2 separate regions of the Callithrix jacchus genome follow, and region 2 is linked to region 1. Evidence: chromatin contacts called from public Hi-C data. All regions are on one chromosome and are shown on one strand. Each heading gives the region's core, a stretch centred on a gene start, on an enhancer-like site or on the middle of the called end of the contact. The rest is flanking DNA. Distances are from core to core; before and after follow the strand shown.

Region 1 (4,114 bases), core at 1,305-3,804:
GTGGGGGCTGGAAGGAAGTTTTATAGGGCCATCTGGAGGGGGCTACGTGCTGAATGAGGTCATTGTACCCCCAGAACGGGCCGTTGTTTGTGATTCTGATTTGTGCTTCTCACATGATTGTTCATTGTTCTTCCCCACCCAGGGCCCCTTTCTCTTGTTGCTTACTTATCTAATCAGGACTACCACATAATGAATTGTGTAGTCAGTCTAGGGGACGGACAGCGCTGTCAGTCTACTAGAAACGCCGCCTCTTCCAGCAGGTGCATGTGCACCTACTATTAAAGGTGATGGCCATCATATGGAACTGATATTACAACAGTTGATCTGATGTGGCACAGACACTCATCAATTTGAACAGACGCCAAGCATTAATAACTGGCGTAGTCATGGAGAAGATTCCAGCTGAATACTGGCTGACTGAATCCAAGCAGAGAGCCATGCCATTTATACTGGAATCCACCATACTTGTTCTGAGCATGACCACCAGGGAAAGCCCCCTGCGCCCTGCCCCAGCCTGTTGGGTTGGTCATGAGGACACAAATATCTTATTTCTCATTTTAAGTGAGGGCTTTATGCATCAGTCTCGTGTGATCTTTCTGAGTCCCCACACCACTGGGCCATGGACAAAATAGTTTCTTGGCATGTGAGACTGAGGTCTGGAACCTGGGCCATGGTGCCTACCTTCTTTAGGGCCAGGCCAACTTGCAAGCCCCCTTCCTACAACTCTGGACCTCTCTGCGCTGACAGACAGCTCTTTTTAATGGCTGCCATTCACGCTGAGGAATTGATACTTGAGTGGGGGCAGGTGAGACCACAGGCTCAGGTGTAGCCCTTCAAAGAGGTTGACCCTGATAGTTGAGTCGGAGGGGCTCAACTTACAAACTGGTGGCAGAATGGATGCGAGAGCGCAATAGCTCGATAGCAGACCTAAGGCAGATAGCCTTACCAGAGACTTAGTAATTAGTATGCAAATTGAGCAAGAAGGCCACCAAAGCTGGGAAGCGGAGGAAATGGGAAATCAGATGTCCGTGCTTCTGCGTGCATTCTCATCCATGCTGAAGATGCGCAGTTTGTGCAGCTGTGTGTCTTAAAGGCACCATTTGCGTCAGTCTCCCAGGTGCCAGGAGCCCCTCTCCCAATTACCTGTCGTCTCTGCACCAAGTCCTCCAAAGTGGAATTTTTGTTCAATATGTTCTATTCCCAGTTGTCCTAGACATGGGTGAGGTAATGACTGATTCATAAATCTGTTGACCTCAGCTTTCCTTTTTTTTTGACACAGGGTTCCCTCTGTCGCTCAGGCTAGAGTACAGTGATGCAATCACATCTCACTGTAGCCTCAACCTCCTGGGCTCAAGCCATTCTCTCAACTCAGCCTCCTGAATAGCTGGATCTACAGGCCGTAGGCTGTACCACCATGCCAGGCTAAATTATATATTTATTTTATAGAGATGGAGTCTCCCTATATTGCTCAGGCTGATCTCAAACCCCTGGGCTCAAGTGCTGGGATTTACAGGCATGAGCCGCCCTGCCGGGTGACCTCAGCTTTTACCCAGCCCCATCAAAGCAGGAGGCACCGCACAAAGCCTGAACATTAACTGTTGTCTGACTGCTGGGGTATGGCTGGAGAACCACAGTCGTTACAGCTACACAGTGTGAGCATGTTTGTGAGTTTGGAGTTGGAGCTGAGTGAGACCCTTGATAGTAGGGAAACAGAGGGAAAGACAGACTCTCACTTGGGGGCTTCTATCGCAGGACGGAAGATTTCTTCCAAGAGCTCAGTGCAATAAATGAAAGAAATCTAGAAGGCTGCCAGGCACAGGGCAGGCCCGAGCATCAGAAGTAGGAGGCTGAGAGCAGGGAATGGGGAGCAGGGGTTAGAACCGAGGTGGGGGTTGCTGAAGACACCACCATGCTTCAGAACTCAGGATAGGGCCTGCCTAGGGGCTCACACTTACAGAGGAGAAAAGGGAACTTAACACATGAACACGTGTGGAATTCCTGCATGGCGGCTTCCTACTGGGAGTGTAGTTTCTGAGAGCTGCAAGAAGTCAGCGAAGAGCATCAGAGAGGACATGGGTCCAGGGGAAAGTGCGTCAAAGGGCGGTCTGAGGATTACCCGCCTGAGGTGCCAAGGAGGTGTTTGCCAAAAAGGCAGATTCTTGGGCCACGCCCGGCTCTGCGGAGGGGAAGCGCCAACGGTGGGCGCGGCGCCTGCTCTCAGAACTGGTGCCTCGAACGCTTGCAGAGCCCAAACGCTGCCCGAGGGCGCGCCAGCAAGAGAGGAGGCAGAAAGGATGGCTTCCTGCGCCTCCCACACAGTTTTCAACTTTTCAGGAAGTACAGTAGGAGAAGGCAATGCAGATGAATGTTTTCCTTTGGCCGCTAGCAATTTTCTTCTAAAATTTTATTTTTTGAAAAAGTATATGAGAGCAAAGTGTGAGAACGAATCTCAAAACGTGAAAAAAAGGTCTTCTTCCCTGCCTCACCCCGCGTGGGCCTTGGTGCTCTGTGAACAGTGACCCCACCCTCACAGGGACCCTGACTCCTGAGGGGTCACCACCCACATCCTGTGAGAGATTGTGCTGTTCCCTGATTCAGCGGGGTCTCTAGGTCTGAACGCCCAAGGCCAACAAGAAGGCCTAAAAATAGAGCCCAGGAGGCCCAGTCAAACCGGAAGAGAACCAGAGGCCTGCCCGGAGTCCCAAAGACGATCTGAACCAAGGAGCCCAGCGCCCTCTAGCGGGAGAGAAGCTGCTTCGCGGCCCTGGTCCTGGGCCAGAGGGCTGGGGCTGAGCCCACTTCCAGGCGGGAACCAAACGGTGAGACCCTGGGGACACCTCCTCCTCAAGACCTTTGTTTATTTCAATACAGAAATAAAGGAAAAATTATTCCACTTGTGTTTTACGAACTTCAACGTAATTTTAGGATACATTGCTGTAATGTATGATGTTGTAATAATGACTACCTTCTAGAATCACAGGCTTTATTTGTTTATTTATTTATTGAGATGGGGTCTCGCTCTGTCGCCCAGGCTGGAGTGCAATGGCACAATCTCAGCTCACTACAACCTCTGCCTACTGGGTTCAAGCGATTCTCCTGCCTCAGCCTCCTAAATAGATGGGACTACAGGCACCTGCTAATTTTTGTATTTTTAGTACAGACGGGGTTTCACCATATTGAACAGGCTGGTCTCGAACTCCTGACTTCAGGTATTCCACCCGCCTCGGCCTCCCAAAGTGCTGGGATTACAGGCGTGAGCCACAGCCCCCGTCCTATAATTACAGACTTTAGACCCTTCTCATTACTTTTCAGTGATGCCAAGGTCCCTACCACCAAATTCACATGCACATAACATAAAACCTGAAAGGGTGCCTGAGCACCTCCGACAGCTGCACCAAGATTCCATCTGTCATCTTTGGGACAGGTGTTCAGGAGACTTAAAAGTAAAAAGGGACCCCTTGTAAGTCAGGAAATTTGGCTGAATCATTCCAGGCACTCTCTGAGGGGACAGATGTCTCAGCTGGCTAATCATTGTCCCACCTAAAAACATCAATTCCGTTACCCCTAAGTCGGAGAAGAAACACACTCCTATTGTACATATTTTAGAGGGGAAATATACAGCTGAACACCGAAGTGCCCACTTAGGCTTTGAAAGAAAAGGACTGTGGCCAAAAAACACCAGGGTTTTAATGAAGTTTAAAAAGCAGAAGTGTGCACTGCCTCACATCCATGAGGATGGCAACTATCAAAAAACTGAAGAAAGAATAGACAGGCGTGGTGCCTCACGTCTGTAATCCTAGCACTTTGGGAGGTCAAGGCAGGCGGATCATAAGGTCAGCTGTTTGAGACCAGCCTGACCAACGTGATGAAACCCCGTTTCTACTTAAAATACAAAAATTTGCCAGGCATAGTGGCATGCAATACCAGCTACTCAGGAGGTTGAGGCAGAAGAATAATTTAAACTGGGAAGATGGAGGTTGCAGTGAGCCAAGATCACACCACTGCACTACTCCAGCCTAGGGGACAGAGTGAGGCTCCGTCTCAGGAAAAAAAAAAACCTAAAGAAAGAAAGAAAGAAAGAAAGAAAATAATTGTTGGTGAGGATGGGGAAATT
Region 2 (3,926 bases), core at 413-2,912, 76 kb before region 1:
GGAGATACAAGGAGAAAAGTCAGGACTCTCCAGGGTGCTGAGGGGTTGGGGGTCGCCTGTAGATCCCAGAGGGAGCCCTGGGGACCCAATCTGTTCGGGACCCGGCGCCACCGGCATCTCACCTACCAGGACAGCAAGGCTCGGCGAGGGCATGCCCGGGCTGCCTGGGTCGCCAGAGCGGTTACGGGTGTGCTTCCCCGCCCCCCATCCCACCCCAGGCTGCGAAGCGCTTTGAGGTTCCCCTCAAATCCCAATCCTAACATTCGTCTCCGGAGCCACGCGGACCGGCGAGCAGTGAGGTCCAATTCCTTGGTTTCTAAGTATGCTGTGTGCGGGGCGCGGCTGACTCCCAGCTCTCCTGGGCTGAGGACACCCCCGCCACCGGCTCCGGGTCTCCCCTGCCTGAGCAAACATTGGCTACCCAGGGCAACCCGGCAGCCCTCGCCCTGGGCTTCAGGGTCTCCCTGCTCCACTCTTTCGGGGCATCAGAGACTGGCTCGGAAGGAACCTGAACTGGACCTGCCTTCCCCGAACCGCTGCCTGCGCCCGGATCTGGGAGGGCGCCTGCGTGCCCGCCGTTTACCTTCCTGACCCTGGCCCTGGGGCTGTCTCTCTCGGCCTACGAAGGCCTGGGCGGGCGGCGGGGCAGCAGCCGAAGCATTTCTCAGCACTGGCCGTGTCGCTTATCCCCAGACAAGTGTTTTGTGAGTGTGGGCGCGCCTGCGCGCGCCGGGGGCCGATGTTCTACACGTCCCCTGTACCGGAACCAGTACTCGCTGCCCCCCTGCCGTCGTCCCCTAGGCAGGGGTGTGTGTGAGTGTGAGTTTGTGTGCACGCGTTTGTGTATACGCGCGCGGAGCGAGTCCGCTCTCCGCGCGCACTGGTGCCGAGGACGCGGCTGCCCCTGCGGGTTCCCGGACCCGCGTCCACTTGGAGGAACTTAGGGGCGTGCATGGCTGCAGCCAGGCAGCAGCCCTCGGAGCACAGAGCCTCGGGCTCTGCAAACGGACCTGGAGCCCGCGCTGTAACACCCAGGGCAGCGCCGCGGAGTGCAGTGTTTCTCCGCATCCCGGGCAACCTCGCCCGGCGCCGGCAGAGCCGCCCCGAGACCCCAGCCTGGGGACTCTTGGAGCGCGCAGGAGTAGGCGGCGCGGAGTGAGCGGCCCGGAAGGCGGGTTGGAGAAATGCGGAGACCTCGTCTCTCCTTACTGTCTCCCCACCGCCACTCCTTGTCACCCTCCAAAATCAAACCCCCTTCCTTGCCTCCCCAGCCCACCCCTTTGCCCTGTTTCGTAACCAGGAACGCCGAGTTTCGCTCCAGAGCAGAAAGTGAGGGCAAAGAGGGTTGTTCCAAGGCGAGAGCCATTAAAAGGCCGCCAAACTTACCTGCAATTTCTCAGATTCCAGGTCCTGTGTAGACTACATGCCCAGAGTCGCAGACCTCGTAGAGACGAGATGGCTTTAAAAGTACAAATGCTCAGAAATGATTTTCTCACCAGCTATGGAAGACAAAAAAGAGTGCGAAAGAGTGGGGAGAGCTCTTCGGTTCAGGGGCCCGGCGATCCCGGCAGTGGCGACGCCAAGCCGGCCCTGCACGCCCTTTTCAGCCGCGGAGATACTGCCCCTGTCAGTGTCTGCTCTGGGCAACTTCAGTGTTTGTTCAATGTACGATTAAAAAAAAAAAGAAAGAAAAGTTGGGGGGGTGGAGGAGGGAGGAGGGAGAAAGGCGGAGGCTTGGGGGAGGAAAGCAGGAAGGAAGTTGTGAGCCTGTCTGGGGTTGAACTCAGCGGAACAAGTTTTTCTTTTCTTCTTTTTTTTTTTTTTTCTATTGCTTGGCAAGACGAGGGAGGGAAACACTTAAAAAAAAAGTTTCCATTGTTAGCTAACAACAAAAAAAAAGCCTTTTAACTTCTGCGGTTTAAAGATATACAATTCATTTTCCACCCCTCGATGGAGGCTTGCTGATGTGCCTAGCTTTATGAAACTAGTTTTGAAAAATGTTTTTAATAAAGTTTTGAGTATACGTCTTAAACAAAGCAAATCACGGGGACCTTTTTAGCATTTAAAAAAGGCTAAAATCCTATGTGAACGGTTTGTGTTGTTGTTCACAATTCTGCAAATTCGAAGGTACATTGAGGTCACCTTCCTGCAAAGTTGCAGATTTAAGTGCATCACAGTAGTATTTCGGAAGACTGGTTGGTCATGAGCTGGGGATGGTTTTGCAGTGCAATTGGTAGATGTATAAATACACCTTTACATACCACATTTATTTATAACTGCACACAGCACATGTGACATCGCATATTTTTTGCACTTAATTCTCAGAATTGTTTTAAGAAGAAGCATAGTCCTGGCACTAAGAAGGCTCGGGTAGTGTCTGAAACCCCCTTGCTTCTGTGGGCCTTTGTAGACTGTCTCCTGCAGACCGGATCATTTTCCAGAACCTTTCTCCCTTACTATCAGCAAAAAAGGGAGAAGGAACATCAGCCAACATTACTGGGCAGGGGATCCTACCTCTTTCAAGCCCCAGCACTCACTGCCAGTGTGTTTTACATAAAGCTCTAAATCTTAAACTACAGCATTTAGTGGAAAGAGGGAAAACACAGCTGCAAGGCTCAGGAGACTGAAACATCCAAAGCCTGAATTGGTCCTAATGTCGTGATTAGCTGAAATTCAGATGGAAATTTTGACTTTGCTTGTAGCACACAGATCTCTTGCTTGTTAATGTAACAATACTGTTCAGTGAGCAAAGGAACCTGCTGCTCAATCAGGAAAAGGTTCATGCTAAATCTGAAATAAAGATATCTCCTAGCCAAGAATCCCTGAGAATCGCACATTGTTGAAAACTTTCTAATTTTTAAAAACATGCCATGGAAGAATTGAACCTAATTCCCCTCCTACCCTCAATGGGACTTTAAAAAAGAACCCAGAGTTATTCAGGGCTCTGAGCAGTTACTCAGGACCTGAGCAATTCCTAAGAAAGAGAAGCCAGCCCTCTCCTTGACCCTAATTTTGTTCCCTAGGGGCAAAAAAGAGGAGTTGCCAGTTATCAGGAGACCCAGTCATTGGAATTCATGTCTGAGGGGCCTTCGTTCTAGGAGAGGCCAATACCCATGTCAGGTGTCATGGTGGAAGCAACAGAAGTACCTAGCAATGCATTACATTAATGACAGACACATAGCTTCCCAATCCCTGGGAAACCTCACTGTCACCTCACAGCCTGACATCATCAGCCTTCTGTAGTTGAGAAACTCAGAGTTCTCGAATGTGCAGTCAACCCGAAGAATTATTGGTCAAAAGGCAGCCAGCAGCTGTCAGGTGTGACATGCAGAAGGGATTTCTGCCTTGGGCTTGAGGTAAGCTAGCTGATGATTTTACCAGTCTAAAATTTGAACTGTGCCACCAAGAGCAGCAGGGATTGGGGAATAGATGGAATAAAACCCATTTCTGGAAACTAGCATAACGGGCTTGCATCCTGAAAGAATCTAGTTGCCTTCTGTGATTGTAAATGAACATGAGAAGAATACTTTACATAGCACTTATTTGTGAGACATTGTTCTAGGCACATTATAAATATGTATACATTTTTGTCCTCATAACAACCCTATGAGGCAGGCATCATTATTGTCTTTATTCTACAGATGAAAAAATGATAGTACAAATAAGTGAGTAGTTTGTCCCCAAATCCCATTGCTAGTAAGAGGCAAAACCAGGATTTGAACTTGTGTAGTCTGGGTCTAGAATCCGTGCTTGTCACTACTTCTCCATATTGTATAGTTATTATCTATAACCGTAGGGAAGGCTTGCCTAACTTTTCAGTTGTTCTCTATAACTGTAGGGGAGTTTTGTCTAACTATTCAGAGTACCCACTTGCCTGCTTATGAAATTGAAGTTTAAAAATCAAAGCTATGAAACTAAGAATAAAA

The links. A called contact is a pair of places that touch in the nucleus more often than the background predicts.
Region 2: a Hi-C map of skeletal muscle shows a contact between it and region 1, with 3 times the contacts expected there. The contact joins the promoter of ITPKB here to the enhancer-like site in region 1. A contact is called at or near these places in 3 of 3 Hi-C or Micro-C datasets (induced pluripotent stem cells and skeletal muscle).

What each region holds. Positions count from the first base shown.
Region 1 is chr19:22,441,596-22,445,709 of calJac240_pri, reverse strand. The region is part of intron 3 of LOC118149565; the gene reads right to left. Among named protein-coding and RNA genes, the nearest start is that of PSEN2, 26 kb to the right of the region's middle. Within about 2 kb of position 2,554, at least 6 of the 16 cell types and tissues checked have an H3K27ac peak or open chromatin away from gene starts, as enhancers often do.
Region 2 is chr19:22,517,340-22,521,265 of calJac240_pri, reverse strand. It overlaps ITPKB (inositol-trisphosphate 3-kinase B), which reads right to left and starts at 1,662. Exons shown (of 8, transcript XM_002760576.6): 1 at 1,387-1,662.